3 separate regions of the Mus musculus genome follow, and regions 1 and 2 are each linked to region 3. Evidence: chromatin contacts called from public Micro-C and promoter capture Hi-C data. All regions are on one chromosome and are shown on one strand. Each heading gives the region's core, a stretch centred on a gene start, on an enhancer-like site or on the middle of the called end of the contact. The rest is flanking DNA. Distances are from core to core; before and after follow the strand shown.

Evidence for each region. Promoter capture Hi-C pulls out the DNA fragments that hold promoters and counts their contacts. A called contact is a pair of places that touch in the nucleus more often than the background predicts.
Region 1: a contact with region 3 is called in a promoter capture Hi-C map of embryonic stem cells, with 4 times the contacts expected there. The contact joins the promoter of Selenoh here to the enhancer-like site in region 3. A contact is called at or near these places in 5 of 39 promoter capture datasets (the C10 cell line, cancer-associated fibroblasts, embryonic stem cells and 1 more), 4 of 15 datasets of contacts at CTCF or cohesin (the G1E-ER4 cell line, the NIH/3T3 cell line, embryonic stem cells and 1 more), 15 of 484 Hi-C or Micro-C datasets (the HL-1 cell line, embryonic stem cells, extraembryonic ectoderm and 7 more), 5 of 115 datasets of contacts at active chromatin or transcription factors (bone marrow-derived macrophages, embryonic stem cells and trophoblast stem cells) and 4 of 9 other capture datasets (adipose tissue, liver, macrophages and 1 more).
Region 2: a Micro-C map of embryonic stem cells shows a contact between it and region 3, with 2.7 times the contacts expected there. The contact joins two enhancer-like sites. A contact is called at or near these places in 1 of 15 datasets of contacts at CTCF or cohesin (the NIH/3T3 cell line), 20 of 484 Hi-C or Micro-C datasets (the C2C12 cell line, the HL-1 cell line, bone marrow-derived macrophages and 13 more), 8 of 115 datasets of contacts at active chromatin or transcription factors (bone marrow-derived macrophages, embryonic stem cells, extraembryonic endoderm stem cells and 2 more) and 2 of 9 other capture datasets (adipose tissue and liver).

Annotation. Positions count from the first base shown.
Region 1 is chr2:84,669,165-84,672,435 of GRCm38.p6, forward strand. It overlaps Selenoh (selenoprotein H), which reads right to left and starts at 1,544. Exons shown (of 4, transcript NM_001033166.3): 1 at 1,319-1,544; 2 at 1,081-1,226; 3 at 823-952; 4 at 51-233. The coding sequence starts at 1,422. The coding sequence ends at 852. It overlaps Tmx2 (thioredoxin-related transmembrane protein 2), which reads right to left. Exons shown (of 9, transcript NM_025868.4): 9 at 2,147-3,271. The coding sequence ends at 3,225.
Region 2 is chr2:84,458,123-84,461,345 of GRCm38.p6, forward strand. Tfpi (tissue factor pathway inhibitor) reads right to left here. Exons shown (of 9, transcript NM_011576.1): 3 at 1-11. The coding sequence starts at 9. Among named protein-coding and RNA genes, the nearest start is that of Tfpi, 14 kb to the right of the region's middle. Within about 2 kb of position 1,744, at least 28 of the 459 cell types and tissues checked have an H3K27ac peak or open chromatin away from gene starts, as enhancers often do. A contact at or near this core is called in embryonic stem cells, where this site is marked.
Region 3 is chr2:84,577,295-84,580,694 of GRCm38.p6, forward strand. No RefSeq gene overlaps it. Among named protein-coding and RNA genes, the nearest start is that of Ctnnd1, 72 kb to the right of the region's middle. Within about 2 kb of position 2,142, at least 5 of the 459 cell types and tissues checked have an H3K27ac peak or open chromatin away from gene starts, as enhancers often do. A contact at or near this core is called in embryonic stem cells and induced pluripotent stem cells, where this site is marked.

The DNA of each region.
Region 1 (3,271 bases), core at 294-2,793, 91 kb after region 3:
GCCCCACAAAGCTGGTTCTACCCATTCTTTAAGACAAAATTTAAACTTGCTCCTTATTCTCAGATACTTGACCTTTTATTAAACAATTGAAACACTTTTACAATGTCTTGCTGGAGGGCTGCCTCACAACTGAACCATCACTTCTGGTGAGGAAGAAACTATGGCTTCAGGTGCATAGCTTAAGTTTGGCCATGCACCATCATAAATGCTTCAACATCTCCAGGGACTGAAAGCTGCAAACAGAGAAGGGAACATCAGAGTAGGGTTCCATCACAAGGACCAGGAGACAAGCCCATCCCCACCTACAACTCTGGAGCTCATTAACTTCACCTTCCATCAGTGATCAGTCAACATGCATGAAACACGGGACAAAAATAAAATCCATGTAACCAAGAAGTGGGGGTACGAGCGGGATGGGTTGAGGCTATCTTATCTCAGATTACTAACAAAACACAGAAAAGCCAGGTAAAGTGAAGTAACAGCAAAGAGGCTGTCAATACAAGGGAGAAAAACCTTAACTACAAGTAAGCCACACTTTATTGAATTTATTGATTTGCAATAGACTCATAGAATTAAAATAACACCAGAGGTGGAAAACTGAATTAGCAAACAAAACTTGCCTGTGCCCTCAGGCTAAGACTTAACTAACTCAAGAGAGTACAAATGGCTCTTAGATTTGTTTGGGGGTCGGGAGTGTTATCAGCAGGAGTTCTACAATTTAGCTCCTCTTCGAAAATCCCAAATCCCATGAAAAATACACCGAAATGGTAAGGAGACGTTCCCTGTCTATCCCAGTGTGCATGCCCTGGTCACGATGCAAACCTCAACATGAGGACTCTTTCCCAACCTCTTTATGAAAGGTACTTCTTCAATTCTTCAACCACCTCTTGAGGCTCAGGAAATTTGAGCTTTCGTGGAGGGCCCTTCTTAATACCAGTCCAGAGTTCAACACCTGGGAAAGGATGGGATAAAGCCAAATTATGGTGGTACTCATTGGTACCCCCTCCCCTCAGTTATCAGGTGGCCGGGAGTCGCTTCTCGCCCCACCCCCACCCACCCCCCATCGCGGCCTCCACTCACGGCTGTTGTCCGAGCGCAGCAGCGTCACCTCGAAGCTGCCCCTCCGCGGTTTGGACGGGTTCACTTGCACAGGTAGCTCTGGGGCCTCCAGTTGCAGAGCCTGGCTCAAGGCAGCAGCATGGCGGCCGTACACGCGTCAGCTCGTACTACAGACACAAGCGATTGCAAATGGGGTCTCTCTGGTCTCAGCCGCCAGAGCCAACTCTTTCCCGCCCTCCTCGACTCCCCAACCCCTCACCAATGCTCAATGACCACGGTCGCGCCCTCCGCCAGTTTCTCGCGCTTGTCCACCGTCTCCATAGGCGCGGCCCCCGCCTTACGCTTTCTTCCGTGGGGGGCCATGGCACGGATTTCGGGGATGGCGCGTTGGTGGAATAAGGGGCGATGCAACTCCGGAGAGACAAACCAGCAGCCGGGAATCACAGATGCAAAGTTCAAATCTCGCAGCAAAGGGAAATGTGCGGGGGTGGGGGGAAGGACACGTGATCTGAAGGCGGGCCCTTCAAGCCCAACTACGCTATCAAAAGGGAGTCGGCGCGGAAATCCGGATCAAACCAACATTGTACAGCACTGAGGGGGTCTGTCTTGGGCGGAGACGGAGGAGTCTTGAAAGCCTCCTTTGGCTGGGGGTTTTCGGTATCTATACCTCCTACCCAAGGATCCCCAGACCAATCTCAGGGAAGTCTACTCCACATTTCCAGGGCGTTTGTACATAGACTACAGAATTCTAATTCGCACCGACATTGTTACTCCACATCTCCATGCGGTGAAACAAAAACGGACCGGTTAAGTGTATTTGAACCCGAGCCATTTACAATCCAGACGCTGTAGCTGGTGCCTATCTTCTCAGACACCCAGGTGAAATCAAGAGGATGGTGAGTTAGGGTTCATTTCTCCAACTGATCAAGGCCCTCATCCACAACCTTAAAAAGGAAGTTGAGGTCTAGAGGTGTTTGGCTTTTAGAGTCCCTGGGTTTGATATTCAATTTTAGGATTAAAAAAACAAACAAACAAACAAAAAAAGCAGTCCCCCGGCAGCTGCCCACTAGTAAAGGAAAAACAGCAAGGCAATCAAAAGAACAGTCCCTTTATTAGGGGAAGCGGTGGGATAGGAGGAGAGAACAGCTGTCCAGCCGTGGGGCTTTCTTCTTCAGGCCCCACCACACAAAGGAACCTCTCAGGTTTATATTGCCCTTCTCAGTTCCCACAACACAGGGTGGCCATTCAATTCTATTTCCAATGATGAAAATCATGGTTGAAGGCTTTTAATTGGGAACAGTGACCTTAAATGATAACACATACAAGCCTTTTATGTGTTCCTCCGTCACGTGTTTGTGCACTACATGCATACAGTGCCAGCCAAGGTCAAGGGCGGATGTTGGAGCCCCTGAGACTAGAGTTACAGGTGGTTTAGCCTCTATGTGCTGCTAGGAATCAAACCTGGGTCCTCTGGAAGAACAGCCAATTCTCTTAGCCACTGAGTCATCTCTCCAACCCCTTAAATTCCTTTCTCTTTACGATTTACTTACTATATATAGTATTCTGCCTGCATGCCAGAAGAGGGCATCAGATCCCATTATGAACCATCATGTGGTTGCTGGGAATTGAACTCAGGATCTCTGGAAAAGCAGCCACCAGTGCTCTTTCTTAATCGATGGGCCATTTCTCCAGCCCCAAACTTAAATTTCTTAATGCACAGATCAAGACAGAAAGGCCTAAAGGAAGAAGGGGTCCTTGAGGAAAAATTCTAAGGGCTTTATACTGACATCTAACATTAGGGTTTAATTTAGTCTATGCTTTGCAAGCTCACTAGGAGGAATAATTAAACCACAGACTGGTAATATCCAAGTGTTGAATAGCAATTTACACATTGACCCAACCTTGGAGGGAAACCATTTCTACCTCTATCGATAAGATCACTCCCTTCGAGAAACAGCTGACCAGGGCAGATGCGCCCTTCATAGTAGAATACTTCATGGTTTCCAGGATGCTTCTTTCAAAATCAGAAGCAGGCACAGTGCCCCTACCCAGGCACAGCCAAACAGAAATCAAAAGGCCTCAGGCAAGGATTGTGGTTATAGCTGGAACTGGGCCTCAAAGGTTCCTGAAATTGACAGGAGAGGAAGCAAAAACAATGCAGGATCCTATTTGTCCTTCTTGTTTTCCCCATCTGGCACAGTAGTGGGAGCAG
Region 2 (3,223 bases), core at 494-2,993, 120 kb before region 3:
GTAAGTCATTTCTGAAATACAGAACACAAACATGCTTAATAAGCAATCAGTGTGGCTGCATCTGTAGGCTAGCAGGGTTCTCAAAAGCTTCCGGGTGAATTTACTACGTCACATGTAATGCATCTCCCAAGCTGCTGACAGTTCTAAAGGTCACCTTTAAGACATGAACGTGAAGCATCTAGGGTTACAAACACATCTGAACATGTAATAGCATTCAGCAGGAGGCCATCTTGTAGCCTTGAAAACACAAGGTAAACGGAAAATGTTTGAGAGATGGGTAAATGCAGGTTGATATGAGTTGGTACTATCTCTCGTATGTGGAAATAAATAGAAGTACTGGTGGGGAGGGAAGGTCAGAATGATGGCTTGATGCTGTAAATGCAACCTAAAATGAATGAATAAAAAAACTGGTTCGGCAGGCAGCACATACTAGCTGGACTGAGGCCCCTGACATGTATATACAGCAGAGGACTGCCAGGTCTGGCTTCAGTCAGAGATGCCACACATAACCCTTGAGGGACTAGAGGTCCCAGGGAGTGGAGAAGTGGGGGTGGGGGGATCCTCTTTGAGAGGGGACTTCGGGAAAGAGGAAGGAATGGGATGAGGAACTGTCAGAGGCAGACCAGAATGGGGTAACAACTGGACTGTAAAAAATCATTAAAGACCCATGGAAGGAGTTACAGAGACAAAGTTCAGAGCTGAGAAGGAAGGAAGGACCATCCAGAGACTGCCCCACCCGGGGATCCATCCCATAATCAGCCACCAAACCCAGACACCATTACATATGCCAGCAGGATTTTGTTGACAGGACCCTGATATAGCTGTCTCCTGTGAGGCTATGCCACCGCCTGGCAAATACAGAAGTGGATGCTCACAGCCATTTATTGGATGGAACACAGGGCCCCTAATGAAGGAGCTAGAGAAAGTACCCAAGGAACTGAAGGGGTCTGCAACTCTATAGGAGGAACAACGATATGAACTAACTAGTACCCTCCAGAGCTGTGTCTCTAGTTGCATATGTAGCAGAGGATGGCCTAGTAGGCCATCAATGGGAGGAGAGGCCCTTGGTCTTGAGAAGATCATATGCCCCGGTACAGGAAAATGCCAGGGCCAGGAAGCGGGAATGGGTGGGTTGGGGAGCAGGGCAGGAGGGAGGGTATAGGGGACTTTTGGGATAGCATTTGAAATGTAAATGAAGAAAATATCTAATTAGAAAAAGTGTGAAAAATGTAAATAGTAAAAAAATCATTAAAGATTATATATAATATTTTATATGATTTTGTATATGTACACAAAATATTATATATATAATTATATATAATATATTACACACATATATGTATATATAATATATATACTAAAATAATAAAATACCTGCTTATTATACTTGTTATATTAGTATGTTTTTAAAAACTGGTTTGGGTATAAACAGGTTGCACTTTCCATGCCACTCAGCAACTTTGCTTTCTTAGTCAGAACTCTTATTTTCCAATTATTTTGTTGTTCTTGACGTCAACATTCTGAAGGCAGCTCTCAACTTTGTCTCTCTTTCCTCTTGCTTTGGTCCCTCCTTCAGAAGGAAGCATTGTCACAAATCCCCTCCTTGTCTCTTGTGGTATTTGTTTGAGAACTCCCGTTTCCTAACCAGGTTTTCTGCGAGATAAGCACTGAGTAGCTGAACACAATGGACCCCAGCCACTCCCTCCCTGCAGCTCATCAAGTCACCTTTCCCTGGTTTAAGGAGTTGTCCGCCTTTAAGACAGGCAAGTGATGAGCCAGCCCTTTTGCAGCCCGAGGGAAATGGATTCCCGTAGGAAGTGGGACATTTCCTGTTTCAGAAAGATTTAAAGATCTGGATCTTAAAAGGAAAAGAAGTTGAAAAACATGTAGCTTTAAAAAACAAAATACACACACACACACACACACACACACACACACACACACACACACACACACACAAAGACTTCCTCTTTGCACTCAAAGGGGAAAGGAAACGATGCCGGACCGGGAAAGGACCGGGAAACGGGATGTTGAGGCTTCAGAGTCAGCGCAAATGCGTGATCTACAGCTACCCCTTCAAATGCCTGTCTTTGTATCATATACGTTATTGTCTCAATTTTTACTTCTATAACAGAATAACTAAGACTGCATAATTTTTAAGTTATAGAAATTTCTGTCATAATTCTTGATTCCAGAAACTGCCAAATCAGAATACTGACAAATAGAAAATACATAAATATTCTGAGTTCCATGCCAGCCTGGTCTACAGAGTGAGTTCCAGGACAGCTAGGGCTACACAGAGAAACCCTATCTCAAAAAAAAAAAAAAAAAAAAGAAAGAAAGAAAGAAAGAAAAGAAAAAGAAAAAGAAATAAAAAAGGCATGGGTGGACTGAAATACATGAATAGTGAAGTAATGTGTGCCCATTGAAAATGTTACAAATTTATAATTCATACAACATACCTCATGCCATTATGAGAGTCTGATCCACACATGTGATTATAAAGAGTATTTCTACTAAACATCTAGGTTTTAATTTGATTTTTTTCAAATACTTTCGGAGACGCTTTGATTCCATTTGGTTCCACGGGAAGTCCGTTGCAGCTGTGTTTTGAATGTACTGGGAGGTAAGGTTTTTGTCTGCCTGGTTCAGAATGCCGGCTTAGGTAGAATGCCTGCTAAAAACTCAAGAATAGAGACTCTACGTCTACCAAGTTAATCCTATTTAAAGGCTGCAGCTTAAAAAAATCACTTATTTAGTCATCTAGTCTGTGCTTGGTTCCAACGTAGTCAAAACCAGCTTAGATGAATTCGGTCAAAATGTCACTAACCACGTTCCAGACAATGTGGAGCTACCTGGGCCTAGAAGGACTGATTTGTATTAATCTCAGAAACAGCTAGAACCAAGTGACTGAGCACCATCAGGGATCTCTAATCGCTTTATTCTCTGTCTCAGGACAGCCTCTTCCTTTTTTCCCCTCCACACAGCATAGAATATGAGCCTCACCATTCCTGGATTCTGAGCCATTGAAAGAGTTCGGCTACTTTCTTAATACACCAGGTCCAAACAGCCAGTAAATAGCGCTGGCAATTTCAATTTGTAAACACTGGAACCTCTCACTGGAGTTCCTTTAAAATGGGACACAGTGGGGACCTGCATGGATTTCATGAACTGCAAACCTGACTCAAATGATGCTAAAGCTACAAGGGATCTGGCATAAGCA
Region 3 (3,400 bases), core at 892-3,391:
AGCTGTAAGGCATTTTCTCAATTAGTGATCAAGGGGGAAAGGCCCCTTGTGGGTGGGACCATCTCTGGGCTGGTAGTCTTGGTTCTATAAGAGAGCAGGCTGGGGGCTGGTGAGATGGCTCAGCAGTTAAGAGCACTGACTGCTCTTCTGGAGGTCCTGAGTTCAAATCCCAGCAACCACATGGTGGCTCACAACCACCCATAATGAGATCTGAAGGCAGCTACAGTGTACTTATGTATAATAAATAAATAAAATCTTTAAAAAAAAAAAGAGAGAGAGAGCAGGCTGAGCAAGCCAGGGGAAGCAAGCCAGTAAGGAACATCCCTCCGGGAACATCCCTCCGTGGCCTCTGAATCAGCTCCTTCTTCCTGACCTGCTTGTCCCAGTCCTGACTTCCTTTGGTGATGAACAGCAGTGTGGAAGTGTAAGCTGAATAAACCCTTTCCTTCCCAACTTGCTTCTTGGTCATGATGTTTTGTCCAGGAATAGAAACCCTGACTAAGACAGGGAGTTTCAAGTGAGATAAATGACTAGGGAGGTAAAGTATTTATCCCCCTAAAGGAACTGTGATGCAGCCATTCAAAGTATGTTTCGGAAGGCTGTGTTAGAACATGGAAAGACACATCCGGATTGCAAGTCAAGCACTCAGGAAAGTGAAGAGCCCTGTGGTGGTGTGGCCTTCCCAAGCTCCCCTTACCTGGAAAGTGAAGGCAGGAGGACCAGAGCATAGCAAACTCAAAGTCAGCCTGCCTGTCTCCAAAAGGGAAAAAGAAAAAAGAAAGAAATCACAAAACACAAAAAGTAATAGTTCTATTAAACAGGTAGTACAATAAAAGGATTTTTTTTTCTCAAAAAAATTCCAAAAGTTTAAAAATTAGCATCAAAATTAATTTTGATACTTCTTGTAAAAAAAAAAAAAAGAATAATTAGGACCAACGAGATGACTCAATAGGTAAAGGCAACTGCTATCAAGCCTAATTACCAAAATGCAATGACTTCCAAAAGTCCTCCTCTGATCTACACACATACACCCACTCCCACTCAAAATAGAGAAATAAATATAATACATAATTATAAAAATCCTTCCCATGACCTTTGTAGGCACATTTCTCCCTTTTAAGATCTGCTGAGGATCAAATCCAGGGCCTTGTGAATGTTAGGAAAGCACTCTGCCATTAAGTCATGACCCTACATTTTAATTTTTATGTGTATGTATATGTTCCAGACTACGTGTATGTATGTAGGTATGTATATATACCTATGGAGGTCAGAAGTTATCAGATCCCCTGAAACTAGAGTTACAAATGGTTGTGAGCTAGCTGCCTGTGGGTGCTGGGACTGAACCCATGATGTTTAGACATTGGTTTGCCTTGCCACTCTATGCCGATCTCTGATGGACTTTGCTGATTCACAGATGATGTTGCGGGCATTGGTTCAGCTCACTTTCTTCGCTGATCCCTGTTTGCTGTGACTTTATAGAGAGAAGTGCACCAAAGAACTTCTCGTGATATTCTGGCAGCTCCTTGCTACTTCTTCAGACTCCAGCCTATTGGCAGAGCCTCGGCGACTTCTTCTGGATTGAACTGCCGTTGCCGATTCACGGTGGTTTGAAGTGGATCGAGCTGCGGCTGCTGATTTGTGTGGACTGAACTGCTGATGCCCTGACAACACAGACTGGAATCGCCCTAAAGAACTATTGCTAACCACGCCCACATCCCCCTTTGCCCTATTAGCCTTTCCTTTCTACTACTTCCCGTGGTTGGTGAGCTAGAAGGGAGGTTAAAGAATTTAAGAACCCTCAATAGAGTAGATATGGAGAAATCTTAACCTACACCACTCACACCCTCTCTTGCCCATTACTTTCTCCCTGTCACCCTTCTCCTCACAGATCGCTCATGTTCACGCCTATTTGTTTTATTTGTGACCCACTGAGATTAAACTGTGTGACCATGGGTTTGGAGTTATCTGTTTGAGTCTGGTGGGCTCAACAGAGTGTGCAAAATTTAATACAGTGATTTCTGTCCCAGAATCCATCAGATCAGAAATAAAGGGCAGCGCCCTGTGAGTCCCATCATCCCTTTCCATGACTGACTGCCCTGATCTCAAGGTTCCCACCAATGGTGTCTACTAAAGTGTCCCCAATGACACACGCCCTAACCCTTCTCAAACAGTTCCACCAATTAGAGCTCAGGCATTCAAATGTATGAGCTATTCTCATTCAAAGCACCTCAGGAGGTAATTTGAGACATTTCAGATATCTCCCCAGGGGAACAATATTCTAATGGTGGTATCTGGCCCCTTTTCTCTTGCAAATAGTACCTCCCTGCCTGTGCCTTCCAAGGTCACATTGGTAAGGGAAATAGCCAAGACCATGAAAAATCTATCCTAAACTGGCTCATATCACTTTATCCCATATCTGGCCAAAAGCCAGGCTTGCAGCTTTGACATTACAATAAAAGTGACTAGAAGATATCAGCTTCCCTTTTACCCAGAGAAAAGGGAAAAATGAAATTTAGTTAACACTTAGCTTTGTCTGTCACTGGCCAATCTACCAATTGTCACTGGCCATCTATAAAGAGTAGTAAGAGACCAATGAAGGGACAGAGAGATGGCTCAGTAGGTAAGAGTACTTGCGATACACAAGTTGTAAACTGCCCATGTAGGTGCTGAGAATTGAACCTGGGTCCTCTAGAGAAACAGGCAGTGTTCCTAACCATTGAGAGCTATTTCTCCAGCCCCTGTAGGACATTTTCTTAATCTGTGATTGACGGGGAAGGGCCCAGCCCACTGTGATAGTGCCAGGTGGTCCTGGGTTCGATAAGAAATTAGACTGAAATTAACCATGAAATTAACCATGGAAAACAAGCCAGTAAGCAACACCCCTCCATGGCCACTGCATCAGCTCCTGCCTCCAGGTTCAAGCCTTGTTTGAGTTCTGGTCCTGACTTCTTCTAGGTATGGACTACAATGTAGAAGTGTAAGTCAAATAAACCCTTTCCTCCCTAACTTGTTTTTGGTCATAGTGCTTCATCATTTCAAAAGTAACCCAAACTAGGAGAGTAAAAGACCCCATCTCAAAGGAATAAGGCAGAGAGCATTTAGTAAAGCAGGATACCCAACATCCTCCCCAGACTTCTGCATTCACACACACACACACACACACACACACACACACACACACACACACACACACGGTGGGGCAGGATGGAAAGAGAGAGAGCACCAGTGGAGTAAGTCGGGGGCGGGGGGGGGGGGGAAGTACTAAAAGCCAGACAGTGGAATGCATCCTTTAGTCCCAGCACTTAGGCGGCTGAGGCAAAGAATCAAAAATTTGAGACCAACCTGGGCAACATAATAAGACCCTGTCTCAAACAAACAAAATACACAATGATTCTTGGGG